Linked DNA regions of Zea mays: region 2 is linked to region 1. A link is a contact called in public Hi-C data. All regions are on one chromosome and are shown on one strand. The core of a region is the stretch at or near the end of the contact, and the rest is flanking DNA. Distances in the headings are between cores, read along the strand shown.

The links. A called contact is a pair of places that touch in the nucleus more often than the background predicts.
Region 2: a contact with region 1 is called in a Hi-C map of tassel, with 2.4 times the contacts expected there. The contact joins the promoter of LOC100285306 here to the promoter of LOC100193556 in region 1. A contact is called at or near these places in 3 of 25 Hi-C or Micro-C datasets (ear, leaf and tassel).

What each region holds. Positions count from the first base shown.
Region 1 is chr8:7,003,800-7,007,139 of Zm-B73-REFERENCE-NAM-5.0, reverse strand. LOC100193556 (40S ribosomal protein S5-like) reads right to left here and starts at 1,691. Exons shown (of 4, transcript NM_001367033.1): 1 at 1,550-1,691; 2 at 1,187-1,458; 3 at 316-519; 4 at 1-229. The coding sequence starts at 1,618. The coding sequence ends at 175.
Region 2 is chr8:7,249,658-7,252,997 of Zm-B73-REFERENCE-NAM-5.0, reverse strand. LOC100285306 (chaperone protein dnaJ 20) reads right to left here and starts at 1,877. Exons shown (of 2, transcript NM_001158199.2): 1 at 1,329-1,877; 2 at 626-1,003. The coding sequence starts at 1,817. The coding sequence ends at 851.

The DNA of each region.
Region 1 (3,340 bases), core at 442-2,941:
CCAAACATTTCTGTTCCCAATCAACTACATTACTCAGTAATTTTAATTGTGCACTGAAAACCAAAACCGCATATAGGTCTCAAAAAACTCTAAACATTGGTAAAACAAGAACCGATACGACTGCCAGCGACATAAAAGTTTCCAGCGCAGAGTGCACCAGGATACAAGCTCAGTTCAACGGTTGGCCTTGGCAACACGCTCAATCTCGTCCTTCTTCTTGATGGCGTAACTGTAACAAGAATTGGCACGAATGAGAACAATTTCACATCGTGCGGAATCACAGATAGACAAGAAGCAAACAGGCAACATATGTACCTGTTGGATGAGCCCTTGGCAGCGTTGATCAGCTCATCTGCAAGGCACTCGGCAATGGTTTTGATGTTCCGGAAAGCACTCTCCCTGGCACCAGTGGTGAGGAGGTAGATGGCCTGGTTCACCCTCCTCAGGGGTGAGATATCCACGGCCTGCCTCCTCACAACACCAGCGGAACCAATACGGGTGGCATCCTCACGGGGTCCACTGCAAGACAATAGCAGCACATCACAACAGTTTCACATCTCACGACCCAACATGTAAGCTATATATTGAGCTATAGTTTCCCATATCAAAAGCACATGACTTTTGTGGTGCATGGTGCATGATAATTTGGCAGCTCAAATATGTAAATGGCTACAAAGAGCATTCTTGGCATAAAGAATGACAATTGAAGGGAACTAACATGAGCCATGAAAACAGATGGGCACAAAAGCACTCTGAGATAATACACCAGACTACATATCCACATTTTATATGGAACTTGAAACAGTGCAGTGCATCGCCATATGGTTAAACTAGTGGTTAAACTAGCATGTCACAGCTTAAAGACATACCAGGATGCACAACAGCACACTCTGATATGATGGGAAACTTTGTCATAGCATTCAATTTGAATTTCAGCAACTAGGCATTTATACAGGACCATGCTATCAGATATAAAAGAGTAGCAGCAACCGGAATGGAACTAATATATAAGGCTATCAAAGAAAAATACCCTTTGGAACACAGAAATTATAGATGAATTTCATAGGAATAAGTTCAATTACACAGAAATACACACACGGTTCAGGGGGGGATCCAGCATACTGAATGGAATCAACATATAGTAACGAGTAGGTTTAACGGTTATTAGCCGAGATTAAGACTGTACCTGTTGATGATCGCGTCGACGACGACCTGGATGGGGTTGGCATCGGTGAGCAGGTGGATGATCTCCAGGGTATGCTTGATGATGCGGACAGCCATGACCTTCTTGCCGTTGTTGCGCCCGTGCATCATGAGCGAGTTTGTGAGGCGCTCGACGATCGGGCACTGCGCCTTGCGGAACCGCTTCTTGGAGTAACGTCCCGCGGTGTGCGGCAGGTACATCGCGTGCTTCGTCGCGTTCACAGCGAGGTAGTCGTTCAGCGAGATGTCGTTCACCTGCAGATTTCATCGTCGGTTCCATCCACTGCTAGTAGCGGCAAGGCTAAAGAATCGAAGCATGCAGAGATGCGAAGACTCGTTCGCGTACCTGGACATCATCGAAGGTCCAGCGGTTGAAGAGCTTCGGCGTGTCCTGTTGCTGCTCCACCTCCGCCATGGCTGAGATCGAGAGAGCGATGTGCTGCGGCGGCTGCTGCGCTTGGCGAGGCGGACGCGGCGGCGGCTGGAAGCGACGAAACCCTAGGAAAGACTCCTCCCGCGGGGTGCAGGGTGGGTATTAATAGGGAGAGCCTCCCGGGCTAGGGTTTCTGATCCGACGGCTGTCGTCTCATCTGCCGGACGGTCCCAGACTCCATGTCCATGACATCCCATAAGCGGATCGGGTTTTGGTGTTTAGGCCTTTGGGCCCATTCTCTCTTTTCTTGAGAAAATAGACAATCCTAAGTGAGCTGGGCTTTCTAAACTCCATTCGGTCATATTCGTCTCCGCAAATTCGCAATACAAATGGGCCGGCCCAAAAACAACGCGCGGTGCATGTGAAAATAATAACCGAGCAGTACCTCGTCGATTTTTTTAAAAAACAAAATACATCGTCGCTTAGTGGAACAAATAGCATTTCCTCAACTTGTATAATTATTTTAGAAAAAATAATAGATTTCATTGCAGTCTCTGCACGAGTTGTTTACTCAAACAGAGTTAAAAGTTCATTTATACTTTACGTTATCAATTTATTGAATGACGCTATTATTATATGTTTGTGACTTTTTTACCGTGGATCGTAGTACAGACGCATATGCTTACATACATACACACAATCAGATCTACGAACTAAGAGCATCTCCAAGAGCTCTCCATAAAACGACTTCTCAAAATTAGTTTTAAGGAATATCTAAATAATAAGTGAGGGTAAATTTTAATCATTTCTCCAACAGGTCCCTTAGTTAGTGTTTGGTTGAAGAGCCAAGTAGAACGGAACCATTCTATCCCAGTTTTGTTGCTGTTTGGTTATAAAGGAACTAGAACGGAATGACTCCAATTATGGAATATTCTCCTCAAATCCGGAACCATTCCGCTCCAAAAAATCAACCGAACGGAGCCGCTCCGTTCTCATCCCGCTCTCACAGTCACGCTCCGTTCCGTTCACTCTGCAACCAAACAAAAAACAGAGCCGCTCCGTTCCAGATTACCAAACACAGAACAGAACGGCTCCGTTCCTAGAATCAGGGATGAAACGACTCCATTCTACTTGGCTCCTCAACCAAACATCTTAAAGCAGCAGTTTGTTTCTGGGGAGCCCAAAAAACCCCTCATTTGTAGCTACAAATGAGGGAGTTTTAAGGGCTATGAAAAAGTTGGGGGCGCTTTAGAGGAACTGTTGGAGACATGTTTTTGTGTTTTTCCAAAAAAATAGATTTAGGGGAGACTTCTGGGGAGCTTTTGGAGATGCTATAAGGGGGAAACGAGAGAGAAATATTGTTTCGTCCGGTACTGTATTCCGTTTTAACTATGATCTGATCGTTTTCATATTTACAGAGAAAAACAGAAACGAGATGATATATTTTAGAAACAGGAATAAAAATGGTTTAGTGTTTTCCGTTCGTATTTCTAGATTCCTATTTTTTATCGGAATTTTCTCATGTTTTAGTTTTACTCGTGCAAACGAGATCGATGTCACAGAAAACAATAGACAAAAATACATCCTTAGCCTTATCCTATGTGGTCTGTTTGCTTAATATATGTTCTCTATTCTTGTTTACTAGAAACTATAATGGTATGAACTAGCTTTGTTGGATAATACTATTGTGGTTTAAATTTTATTGAACTATCTTGTGCAACTTGTATTGAATAATTCTAATGTTTTTGTCTTTGCACGGGAACT
Region 2 (3,340 bases), core at 628-3,127, 250 kb before region 1:
TATTGTCGTTGTATATTAACTTCTAACTTCCCATCTCCTTTTCCACCCCCGCCTCCCTCAGCCAGAGTCTTCCGCACCACCATAGAAGGCGGTCTTGTCTGAAAAACCCTAAGGAGGAGGAGGAGGCGCTTGACAAATAATTTGTAAGATATTAAGGTCGTTGATAATATATGTATTGCTCGTTTTTATGTAATCGTTGTGTGCTAATATTTTATCCAATATTTATGTGTTGTCACAATGCGGCGAGGAGTGTACTAGCTTCTTATATAAACGATAGCCCACTAGCAAGACTAGCAAGAACTCGTGTAGAAAATTCACTTGCTTCCGAGTTCGGGAGAAGGAACCTGTCATAAAGAAAGCTAAGCTAAAAGGAACTAGGAAGATGTCAAATAGATTGTTAACTTTTAATCTCAATTCTCAACCCCAAGAGTTAGAAAACAAAAAAAAGGAAGGGGTCTACTTGTGTACAGGTCATTTGTAGTCTTGTAGATAGATGCTTCCTAGTGAGGTGCTTCGGTTACGGTGGGCTTAAAATCGTAGCGGGCCGGGAGCCCGGTGGGCTTAACACGTCTGAAATCGCCGCTTCTGAAAGGAAAACAACTGAACAAATACAGGAAACATTCTGAATACTGGAAGAACAGCTTAGCTTGCTTCTTCGTTATTGATGTTTCTACTATTTACATTGGAGGACTTCCCATCACCGACATGTGGGGTCCAAATTTAGATCGGCCCCACATGTCAGTGACTCATACGTGGTTACTGCAGAGGATCTCATTGCGTTTCGGTTCAGATGTTACGTACGGTACGAGTATAAAATAACTGCATTGGAACGGTTACTGTCACGGAATAGCTACTCTGCTGCTGATGATGCCTCCGCCCTTCTTCTCCGCATACGAGCGCCCCACGACAGGTTCTCTTCCGAATCCTCTGCCATGCTCCTCCTCTGCAGCTCTGCGACCTGGTCTTCCCAAGACCTTCTCCAGCAAGATTTGTCTTCCTGCTCCTGTGGGTCCACATGGATATGCAGATTTGTGAGGTAATGAATGTTTGTAAAGGCTGCCGTTCACTCATGATGCATATGTTTGAACGAACCTATCAAGGACTATAGCTGAAACAACTAGATTTCTTTCCAAATGAAGGATTAAGCACTAAAAGGAGCTAGATGGTACAGCTCTGAAGAAGTGCTGAGTCCTCTCAGTCTCAGGTAAGGTACATCTCTACCAATCGGATTAGCACGCAATGCAACCAACTAAGTGCCAACGCCATGAAAAAAACACCAAGTACCTACTACCTACTAAGCAACAGGTGAGGAGATCAGTGATCCACACCTGGTGGTGGCAGTAGGCGCGGTGGGACTGGGAACGGCGCCCGGAGAAGCCGATGCGGCAGACGCCGCGGGCGAGCGCACGGTCGTAGCTGGCGCGGCGGCTTGGGTCGGAGAGCGTCTCGTAGGCCTCCTGCACCTCGATGAAGCGGCGGGTGTTCTCGGCCGCGGCGCCCGGCGGGGACACGTCCGGGTGGTACATCAGAGCCATCCTCCTGTAGGCCGCCCGGACATCATCGGGGCTCCCCCGCGACGAGATCCCGAGCAGTTCGTAGAACGTCCGCGGTGCCGTCTGAGTCTGACTCTGCTCCTGCTCCTCCGTGCGCACGCCGCCACCGTCCTCACGCCGGACGCCCCGCGCGCGCGTGCGCAGGCGCAGGCGCAGGCGCGGAGGCTCCGGCAGTGGCGTGCTCCAATGGCGCCGGAACGCGACGCGGCCCGCTTCCGTGGGACGCGCCGCGGGGACTGCCGCGGCGGCGGCGAGGTGGGGCATGTGTTGTTTATTGCTTGCGCTCGCTGGCTTGGTTTCTCGGTTGGGTGTGCAATTAGCTTTCCGAGCGCTTAAGCGCCAACCGCCAACAAATTTATATATCAAAAATATCTAAGTGTGTAATAGGGCCCACTTTCAGTACGAAACAGACGTCGTAATGTACCACCACATCAGCGGTGACAGTGTAAAAAGATATGATATTTAGCGGCGACCGTGTAAAAGATATGATATTTTGTGATCCTAGCGTGTGCAATTTGCGCTCAACATCGTACTTAGACCGGGTGAAAGATAGGATATTGTCCACTCAAACCTTGTCGCGTGAAAATTGTGCTTTTCCGTATGATACACGTTGGGTTGTTTGATTTATAGTGACTAATTTTTAATTCCTCTATTTTAGTCTCAAGATTATAAATACATAAACTAAAATAGAGTTTAGTTTTCGCAGCAATTTAAAACTAAAATATAATAAAATAGAGAGACTAAAAATTAGTCTATATAAACTAAACACACACGCTAGGATTTCTCTTCATGTGCACCAATATGTGTGCCAACAAGAGTGTGGCAACATTAGGAGTAGAGGTGGCAAAATACTCGATACCTAAAGCTTGAACCCGAATTATCTGAATCCGGATCTGAAATACTCGAACCTGAAATATCCAATCACAATTTTAGATAGCAATTGTAAAAACCTGAATTTAGTTTATATAGTTTTGGTAATGTTACCCGGTACCCGAACTACCTGAATTACCTAAAATACAAAGTCATGAAGTGGTTCCATGCAATATAAATCTATTATTTCAAATAAATCAATAAAGATTTATGCTAACTTAATAATTGGTTTGTTGTTAATTAATATAAAGACATGATGCAATTTGAATAACATTTGTTTATTGCTTTAAATGCTATTAGAATTCTTTTTAAAATGGTTGGTTTTGTCAATTTTAGATATATCGAATAAAATGTGAACACAAATTATCAGGTAATATTTTTCGGACACAAATCGGGTAGCGGTTTTTAATGCCTGAAATTTTATTTATCTGAATTACCCGACCCGAATATTTCGAGTAACCCAAATGTCCAGCTCTAGTTGGGAGGAGTGTGGAGACATTAGTTCTAACACCCCGTCCAATTCCTGGACCGACGATACTTACTCCTAGCAGCTCTTTAGGATCATATATTGTCCCCCACAGACCAACACGGGTCTTTTGTGCACACTTTGTCCTCACTCATACGCACTCGAGAAAAACTTCTCGGTCGGTCACCCATCCAAAATTGCTCCAAGCCAAGCACGCTTAACTTGGAGGTTCTTTCGAGATAGGCTTCCGAAAAAGAAGATTCGCCTTGTTGGTATGGATACTCTATTAATTCTATTAAGCCTTAGGCTAGGATATCACCATCCCACGGGGCCAAGATATCACAATCCACCCTCCTTAGAAGACCGACATCCTCGTCGGTCAATCCCAATCCAGGAACCTCCCCTCTTAGCCACGTCTGTGTGCCTAGTATCGTCATATGCTATGCCATGT